Regions from separate parts of the Mus musculus genome. Here regions 2 and 3 are each linked to region 1. Evidence: chromatin contacts called from public HiChIP or PLAC-seq data. All regions are on one chromosome and are shown on one strand. The core of a region is the stretch at or near the end of the contact, and the rest is flanking DNA. Distances in the headings are between cores, read along the strand shown. Region 1 holds the start of Celsr3 (cadherin, EGF LAG seven-pass G-type receptor 3). Region 2 overlaps Prkar2a (protein kinase, cAMP dependent regulatory, type II alpha). Region 3 holds the start of Col7a1 (collagen, type VII, alpha 1).

Evidence for each region. HiChIP or PLAC-seq counts read pairs in DNA pulled down with a chosen protein or histone mark.
Region 2: a contact with region 1 is called in an H3K27ac HiChIP or PLAC-seq map of embryonic stem cells, with 4 times the contacts expected there. The contact joins the enhancer-like site here to the promoter of Celsr3 in region 1. A contact is called at or near these places in 8 of 39 promoter capture datasets (the 3T3-L1 cell line, the C10 cell line, the HPC-7 cell line and 6 more), 1 of 484 Hi-C or Micro-C datasets (embryonic stem cells), 6 of 115 datasets of contacts at active chromatin or transcription factors (embryonic stem cells and intestinal villus epithelium) and 3 of 9 other capture datasets (adipose tissue, liver and pancreatic islet).
Region 3: an H3K4me3 HiChIP or PLAC-seq map of embryonic stem cells shows a contact between it and region 1, with 28 read pairs. The contact joins the promoter of Col7a1 here to the promoter of Celsr3 in region 1. A contact is called at or near these places in 20 of 39 promoter capture datasets (the 3T3-L1 cell line, 3T3-L1-derived adipocytes, the C10 cell line and 14 more), 5 of 484 Hi-C or Micro-C datasets (bone marrow-derived macrophages, brown adipocytes and embryonic stem cells), 10 of 115 datasets of contacts at active chromatin or transcription factors (SST interneurons, astrocytes, craniofacial prominence and 2 more) and 3 of 9 other capture datasets (adipose tissue, liver and pancreatic islet).

Annotation. Positions count from the first base shown.
Region 1 is chr9:108,824,412-108,827,316 of GRCm38.p6, reverse strand. It overlaps Celsr3 (cadherin, EGF LAG seven-pass G-type receptor 3), which reads right to left and starts at 1,272. Exons shown (of 36, transcript NM_001359572.1): 1 at 1-1,272. The coding sequence starts at 997. It overlaps Gm35025 (a long non-coding RNA gene), which reads left to right and starts at 1,197. Exons shown (of 2, transcript XR_871161.3): 1 at 1,197-2,835.
Region 2 is chr9:108,709,710-108,712,565 of GRCm38.p6, reverse strand. All of the region lies in intron 1 of Prkar2a (protein kinase, cAMP dependent regulatory, type II alpha), which reads right to left. Among named protein-coding and RNA genes, the nearest start is that of Prkar2a, 19 kb to the right of the region's middle. Within about 2 kb of position 1,580, at least 11 of the 459 cell types and tissues checked have an H3K27ac peak or open chromatin away from gene starts, as enhancers often do. A contact at or near this core is called in embryonic stem cells and hippocampal neurons, where this site is marked.
Region 3 is chr9:108,952,226-108,954,925 of GRCm38.p6, reverse strand. It overlaps Col7a1 (collagen, type VII, alpha 1), which reads right to left and starts at 1,340. Exons shown (of 119, transcript NM_007738.4): 1 at 1,290-1,340; 2 at 1,094-1,182; 3 at 416-596. The coding sequence starts at 1,181.

The DNA of each region.
Region 1 (2,905 bases), core at 23-2,522:
TGCCCGCTGCCTCATTTTCAGGTACCAGTGTCTGGTAGTTGTATTGAGGAAACTGCGGGTGGCGGTTTGCAGCACGACGAGGACGAGCCTGGTTAGTTGAGAGTATTTGCTTGGCTTCAGGACCAGTCGGAAACCCGGGAGGGCGCGGCCCAGGGCGCTCAAAGAGGAAACGGCGGCGGAAGAGACCGCGGGAGCGCATGCGCCCGGGAGCTGTCCGAGACTCGCGAGGTGCTGAACCCGGCGTAGGAGCTGTCCTCACAGCACGTGGTGCTGAATCCTCCCCCAGGCCAGATCCTAAAGAGCCGGGGAGGCAGTCCCGCCGAAAGGGTCCCCTGTCCACTGTGGAAGTCGCGGATCTCTCACCCTGACCCTTGTGTCCTGGCTCCCACAGCTTCCCGCAGCAGCGAGAGGTTTCCACTCTTTTGCGGATGCTTCTCCTAGCATTACGCTGGAAGGCCACTGGCCTGGAGCCATCAGGCTGAGCCAGAAGTTCTGAAGGGTGAGGAGAGCTGTTCCTCAGATCAGAATCCCCTGGGGACAGAGCATCGAGTGGCAGGCTACCTCTTCGTAAAGGCCCTGTCCGCCCACAAGAGGAGATCTCTGGGTGCCAACATAACAGATACCCTGGACCCTGACCTGCCTCTTGCTCGCGACTACCCAATGCCTGGACCACCACCTCCGCGTTTGGTTGCTCAGGGGCCCCTCGACCATTCCGGGCGTTTTGCCTACCTACTCGGAGCCTCATGAAGACAGGCTCCCTGACCCCCAGGCCAGGATCTCCATCTTCCCAGACGCCGGGAGATTCGGGACAAAGAGCTACGGCTCCACTGCCGATTTGCGCTCTTGGCCCAGTAGTAGTAGCAACCCCTGGGTCCCAGTCCTGGTCCCCACCGCCCCCCAGCTCCTCCCGGCTAAAAGGGAACAAAGAGAGGAGAAGGAGCAGTAGTACCGGGGTCGACGGTCCCGGGAGACCCCACCATAGAGGCCGCCTCGCCATCACCCCCGCCTCCCGTCACGGCCTCCGCCGCCCCCCGCCCGGGTCCGGGCCTTGGGCCCGCCCCGCTGCTCTGGCCCCCTCCTGGGCCCCTGCCGCCGCCCCGGCCCTCCGCCCCTCTGCCCGTCGCTCCGCGCCGCCACTGCTCTCTGGGCACCATCTACTCCGCGGCCAGAGCCCCTTTGGCATACGGCCCCGGCTTTTGCCGCCCCCACCACAGCATCCCCGACGCCGCTGCCGCCTCCCGACGCTCCAACATGGCTCCCGGCCGCTCCGATGGTTTGCTCCACCTCCGCCCCGATGCCCCAAACCTGGTGGTACAGCCCGTCGCGCATGGCAGTTCTGGCGACTGAAGCCGTTACCGCCATCTTTATTGAGAACAGAAGTGCTGCCCACGGTGCTGAACGGAGCTGGGAGTTTCTCCGCTACTCTGCCACCGCCCTCCCTCTCATCCTAGTGCGCTATTCCAGCGTGGCTTCCTAGTCTTTCTTCAGACCGAGAATCTCGTCTCCCTTTAGAGCGCTAGTTCCGAGCCCTAACACCCATTTTGGTTTGAAAATGTGCTGTCATCGGTCTGGGAAGGGTTACCATATAGAATCCTGGGACTGTGAAAATAATGGCCAGACACCGGCCTGGTTCAAACAATAGCGTTAACTGTTTATTAACAAGTTTAACTTATGAGAAACATGTCGCAAAAATCTCCTTGTTTGCTCCTACAGAACAGGATCTGAAAACGACCCTTCTGAGACAGGAAGAGAAGCCAACTCTTCTCCGCCACGAGAGTCACTAGCGGTCTCCCAGACTTGGGAGAGACACCACGTCTCTCTAGGCTATGGTTCTTTCCAGTGTTCTGAGATGCCACGTGGAACCCAGGGTTGTACAACTGTGGACCCAGCTTCCTCAGATCTCCGCCCCCTCGCCTGCGACAACTGCATCCTTTAACCCCTTGAAGAACCCGACAGAAGCTCAGTTCTCCCTAGTCCTGGTCCAGTCTAGCTTTCCGTCCAACTCCTGGCACGCGCGCATCTCAACCAACCAATAGCTAGATGTGGCGCAACAGACGTCACAGAATCCTAGAGAAAGGCGGCGCATTCCAATTAGAGTGTCATTGTTTCTATTGGCACAATGGGAGACCCCGCCCCTCTCGGAGGACTCCATTGTATGCGGGAGGTAGGAGGGCCTCGCGGGTTCCACGCTAGCCAGCAGAAATAATCCAAAAGACGCGCTATATTGATCAGCCTCCAAACTTGGCATCGGTGATGAGCTGCAACGCAAGGTGCAGGGGACTCATTCATTCTGACACCGAGACAGGAGTCAGGCCTAGGACCCCAGAACATTGCCCTGGGTGCGGTTCCCCCGGCTGAGTGGTTACTACTTCAAACAGTCCAAGAACTCCTGGCCAAGACCTCTGGCCCGCCCCCAAATGGTAGCTATGACATCACCAGCAACCAATCAACGCATTCTCTCGCTCCTGGGTTTCTTTGCTTCGGGGAGGTTTGGCTCACTCGGGTTGCACTGGACGAGGCTGCTGTGATCTGACCCATGGGTATCAGCTGTAGTGTTTGGGGTCGTTAAGTCTTAAGACTCAAGTCAGAGTTCCGTGACAGATACACCATTTGTGCGTGTAGGTGGACTATGTACAGCGGCACTAAAGAAAGTACTCCGTAGGATTGTAGTTCCTGACTAGAGAAGAGAGGAGCGGGACCTGGTTTTGAAGCGCCCGCCGCTCTGTGGGTCCACAGACTAGCTAGTGGAAAGCGCAAATCTCAGGTTGAACAAGGAGGAAACCAGCTGGAATCACAGAGGAGACCCCTGAATGACCTTAGGGATCTGGACTTCCGGTACGAGTTGCCTGAGCAGCACTTTTAGGATGCCATCCCGGCTCTTGCCGCGTGGGCAGATGTGTTAAGT
Region 2 (2,856 bases), core at 331-2,830, 120 kb after region 1:
TCCTAACCAGGTACGGAGTGCATGCTTATCATCCTAGTACTCAGGAGGATAGACAAGTTCTAGTTTATTGAGTTCCAGGCCAACTTGAGCTTGAGCTACTGCCTAAAAATAAACAAAAATGAGAGGAGGGGAGAGAAAAATTTAAGAATTAGTAGGGAAAAAAAAAAAAACAAAGAGAAGAAAACAGGCAAATCTGAGCCTAACCAAGTTACTTGAGGGATCCTGTCATCCTGCCCCAGCTCCACCATCTAGCTCTGTGGCTTTGGTTGCTAAACTCAATCCTGGAGGTGCATAGTACCTCTTCAAGCAGACAACATAACATCTCTCTGTTCTCAGCAGTCTGACAGGTTCTCGACTCTACATGCCACCATTATGATTATCTGCAATCCTAAATGCTAGAACACAGGGCCTGATGAACATGAATGCTACAAACTCATCTGCCTTCATAGGAAACACTGTATCTATTGTAGATTTTCCTGTCCCACCTCTGCTACATTGAAGACAAGAATGGAAAGATTGTGGCTGATGTCCTAGCTGTTTTCCCATGGGCACATTTCCCAATTGATTGTGAAGCACCAGGTTCCTTGGCCGGACCCAGAAGCTGATGAACTAGACCTTACAATCTACAATTAAGCCGGGCGCGGTGGCGCACGCCTTTAATCCCAGCACTCGGGAGGCAGAGGCAGGCGGATTTCTGAGTTCGAGGCCAGCCTGGTCTACAAAGTGAGTTCCAGGACAGCCAGAGCTACACAGAGAAACCCTGTCTCAAAAAAAAACAAAACAAAAACAAAACAAAAAACAATCTACAATTAAAAACTTTAGTGCTAGGCATAGTGTGGTGGCACATACCTTAGTCTCAATACTGGGGAGTTTGCAAAGGCACATAGACACCTGCAAGTTCAAGATCAGTGTTCCATGCTTTTAGTGCCAGGAACATTTCCCTGCCTGCTAGAAATAGCAAACATGTGGTCCTGCACTGAAGCGGTTTCTTTTCTGTTGCTGTACCAAAAGCAACTTTCCCGGAGAATGGTGCACTTGGCTACAGTTCTAGGCTACTGTCTACTGTTGTGGAGAAGTCAAGGCAGGAACTTGAAGCAGCCAGTTATATCCAGTAAAGATTGATGACAAGGAAACCATGCATGCTTGTATTCAGCTCACTTTTTTTCTTCTTTTTTATACAGTTCAAGATTCAAACCCAGGAAATACTACAGCTACATTTTAGGCTGGGTCTTCCTACATCAATTAAAGCATTCCAGAGAGTTCTCCGCAGGTCAGTATGACCTAGAAAATCCATCATTTAGACTCTTTCTAGGTGATTGTATGTTGCCAAGTTGACAATCAAAACTAACCATCATATTCTAATGCCCTCAACTTTCCGATGACAAAAGAGCTGACGGGAGCTAGTGCTGAAGAGGGCAGACGTGGAGCGGAGCTCCAGAAAGGTCAGGTGGCCCAAGGAAGCAAGCGCACTTCGTGTCGGAAGAGGCCTGTCCACAGGAATTTGCTACCCCATGAGCCCTGATGTCCAAGACGGCCCATTAATAATATACTGAATCTTACGGGAAGCCACCTCTCAGACAGGCAGTATTATCTGTTTACCAGATGAGGAAACTGATGCAAATGAGCTCAAAGCCAATGTTCCTTTCATTCTCTTATTGCTCAATTATGCACTTCATTTGCAAAACAAAACAAACTCAAACTTTCATTGAAAAGGAGAATCAGCAGTTTTAGAGTGTTCTGGGTTGACTTGATATATGAAAAGTATATATCAGTTGTAAATATTTATATAAATCTTTTATTTTAATCGCATTTTAGTTCTCCTCCTTCATAAAAACAAGTGAAGAAGTGCTTGAACCTCTGCAGAAAAAGTCACAGATAAATCTAGAGCTGTTCTTACTTAATTTTTGTCATTGTTTTTTGAAACAGGGTCTCATGTAAAAAAAAGCTGGCCTAGAACTCCTGGTTTTCCTGCCTCCCCTCCCAAGCATTGGTAGCATATTGTAACTTTCTCTTCTCTGCTCTTCTCTTCTCTTCCTTCTTTTCTTTCTTCCTACTTTTTATTTTTATTTTTCAAGACAGAGGGGTTTTTTGTGTAGCCCTGGCTGTCCTATAGACCATGCTGGCCCTGAAGTCTCCAAGATCCACCTGCCTCTGGCCCCCAAGTACTAGGATTAAAGGTGTGTACCACCATTACCCAACTATAAACAGCTCCTAATGTCTGTATACTCACTGAATGTAAACTACAAAAGTACATAACATTTTCACATTTAAATTTTTATGAAAAGTAGCTATATATGGATTTAACTCTAGTCATTTGACATTAGCTGAGGACAAGAGGTTAGCTCTGTATTCTGTAATCAACCCCACCCCACCCCACCCCCCTACCCCCACTAACTACTTAGAAATCTACCCTACCTCAGCACAGTGCCTGGAGAGATGGCTGAGGGTTTAGAATTCTTGCTTCTCTTCCAGAGAACCCGGGTTTGATTCCCAGCACCTGGCAGTTCCCAACTGTCTGTAATTCCAGTTTCAAATGTTCTAACACCCTCTTGTGGCCTCCAGAGGCACCTGCACACTTGTGATTCAGGCAAAATGTTCATACAAATCCAATAAATAAATCTTTTAAAAAAACAAAAATCTGGGCTGGAGAGATGGCTCAGTGGTTAAGAGCACCGACTGCTCTTCTGAAGGACCTGAGTCAAATCCCAGCAACCACATGGTGGCTCACAACCATCCGTAATGAGATCTGAAGCCCTCTTCTAGTGCATCTGAAGACAACTACAGTGTACTTAGATATAATAATAAATAAATGTTTTTTAAAAATCGAGGGATGGAGAGATGACTCAGCAGTTAAAA
Region 3 (2,700 bases), core at 91-2,590, 130 kb before region 1:
GGTGGTGTGTGTGGGCAGGATATCTGATTAAATAATTGTAGGAGGAAGGGCTCAGTTTCAGGACAGTGGTCACTGGCCAGACAAAGCATTTCTGATGAACAGAGGGCTGAAGAGCTGGCAGAGCCCAAACATGCAGACTCCACCAGGAGCCCAACGCCTGGAGCTCCTGGACTCTCTCTCTCTATGCAGATCAGGAAGCAGAATCATCCTGTCCACCCCACCCCCACCCCACCACAACCCCAGGACACTGACTGAGAGGTGTTTTAGGACAAGAACACTCTTCCAAGTTATCCCCACCTCTCTCCAGAAGAGGTGTTGGCGAGGGCCTTTCTGGGCTCTCCAAAGCCTATTTCTAGACTCCTTCCTGTTAAGGGGTCTTGGGGCCTACAGTCCTGACCCCACGTCGACTACTCACTGTGGATCATCACTGTACTGCACTGTGGCAAACCGGACGCCCTGTGCACTGGCTGCTCCTGAGAAAGGCAGCACCAGCCCCTCCAGGAATCCTCGCACTTCTCGAAAGTTGCTGCGGCCAATGGACGACGAGCCATCGAGTAAGAACACGATGTCAGCAGCATAAAGGCGTGTGCAGGTCACTGAAGCAGGGAGGAGAGATCATGACCTTTTAGGGAATACAGCCACCCACCATCCTCTAGGCACTGAGGTCCCCTGGGACTTGGGGACTGGAAGGACAATAGGCTTTATGTTCCTCTGCAAACGGAGCCCAGGTAGGCGTATTTCTGCCAGTGTTGGAGGAAACCGCAGTGGGACTCTGAACAGAGCTTCTCAGGGAGGGCAGGAGCACCTTGGGGGAGGATAACCTGCAAGCAGGGGTGTAGCTGCGGGGCTGAAATCAGCGTGGAGGGACTGTTGTCCGGTGGCTGAGGACAGAGGATCAGCCTGCATCCAGGGAGCTAGAATTTGTGTGCCATATGGGATAGGAGGCAATTTGGGGAATGCAGAGTAGAATTCAGGGAGTTTAGGAAGAATCCACGAAGAGTTTGGGGGACTCATCGGTGGAAAGGTGTCAGGGATAAAGTTTGAGTAGATGCATAGGTGACAGACAGGGTGCTGAGCCCCGAAAGATGCCCACCTCTATCTCTGGGCTGGGCCCACACTTCCGGCGCTCCCATCAGGATCTCTGCAGCGCAGAGCGCAGCGACCAGGAGTCGCAGCCTCATCCTGAGTGATAGAAACAGTTAGCCAGGAACCCAACCTCTCTGTCTCTTGTCTCCCAAGCCTTTGGCGGGTGGAAACCGAGTACCCCCCACCCCAAGTCCCGATCTTGCCTGTGCGAGGAGTCAGCCTGCTCCCGCGCCGCAGCAAGTCCTGCCGGCACTGAGGAGAAAAGTCCCTGATCCCAGGAGGCGGAGCAGCAGGCGGGGACCTGGCGGCCCGCCCCCACCCACCTCCCCAGAGGTCGCTTCCCCCACCCCACTTCTCCTGGACTTAAGATATGACGCACTTAAGGGCAAGGTCAGGTCCCAAGACTTTCGAGTATCACTCAGGGTTTTGACAGACACTTCAAGAGCACCCCAACCTTACTTAGGGTTCCAAGTCTTGACTGCTTTCTAGTTAGAGTGACCAATGAAGTCATTGCTGCTCTCTGAAATGTGGACAGGTTCCAGCAGACCATAGGGGTAGCAGCCTGATGGTAGGTAGGACATACTGCAGCTGGCGCTGACTCACCCCTAACCCCATGGGGTGCCCAGACAAAGCCTCAGGCTATAGGTCTTGACAAACGTGAATCAGCCATGCTTCTGTCTGGTGGCCCTCCTGTGCCGCACCCTAACCTTCATGACAGGCAAAGCAGCCCCCAGCAAACAGGAGACTATGGGACTATCCTAGGGACCCCAAGATTCCACTGGGCTGGATCTAAGCAACACTTCCCCATTTTGGAAGAAAGAACTTGTGCCATGCGTGTTCATATTTGTTCATCCCAGTGCCGCTCACTCCCTACTGAGTCTTTTACCCTAGACAGATGCCATCCAGCTGTGTCTGCAAAGAGGGAGGGTTGTCCATATGCGGGGGGGGGGGGATGGACCACCCATGCTGACAGCTCATCTCTCAGGAATCCATCTCCTGATACCCACGTTCCCACTGGCAAGGCCTGTCCACGATTCAGGCCAGGTTCCCCATCTACTTGGCTTCATTAGAACCTGCAAGAATCCCCTCCACCCCTTCTACTCAATTCCCTGACTAGGGCAGGGCCACACCATGACACTCCTTTCCTTGTTGCCTCAAGGTATCTAACTTTCCCCTCCCTATGTGACCCCCCTCTTGATCCTTTCGTGTGGACAGTCATTGCCAGTCACAGGTCAAGCCCTCTTTCCTAATGATTTCCTTTGGTTATACATGCATGGTGACTAGGCGGGTGTCATCAATATAGAGGGACACTCCTAAGAAAACTAGCCCCCATTTGGGCCCTGTTTCCTCTGCTTCCTAGTCAGTCCTGTACAGTTCAGCACAGACCAGAAAGTATTCCCTCATTCACCATGGCTGCTTCCAATATGCCTGGCCCTGCAACCTCCCGCAGATCCACAGGCTAAGTGGGGAGATGGGGACAGGTGCAGGTGTTTAGTTTTCTAGCATGGGCGAACCTCAGGGCACAGAGGACCATCCGTTTCAATTTCCCAGTTGTCAGGAAAGCTCCAGCTCTCCTTGTCACTGAAGACCCCCACTTTCAGAACTATCCCGGGA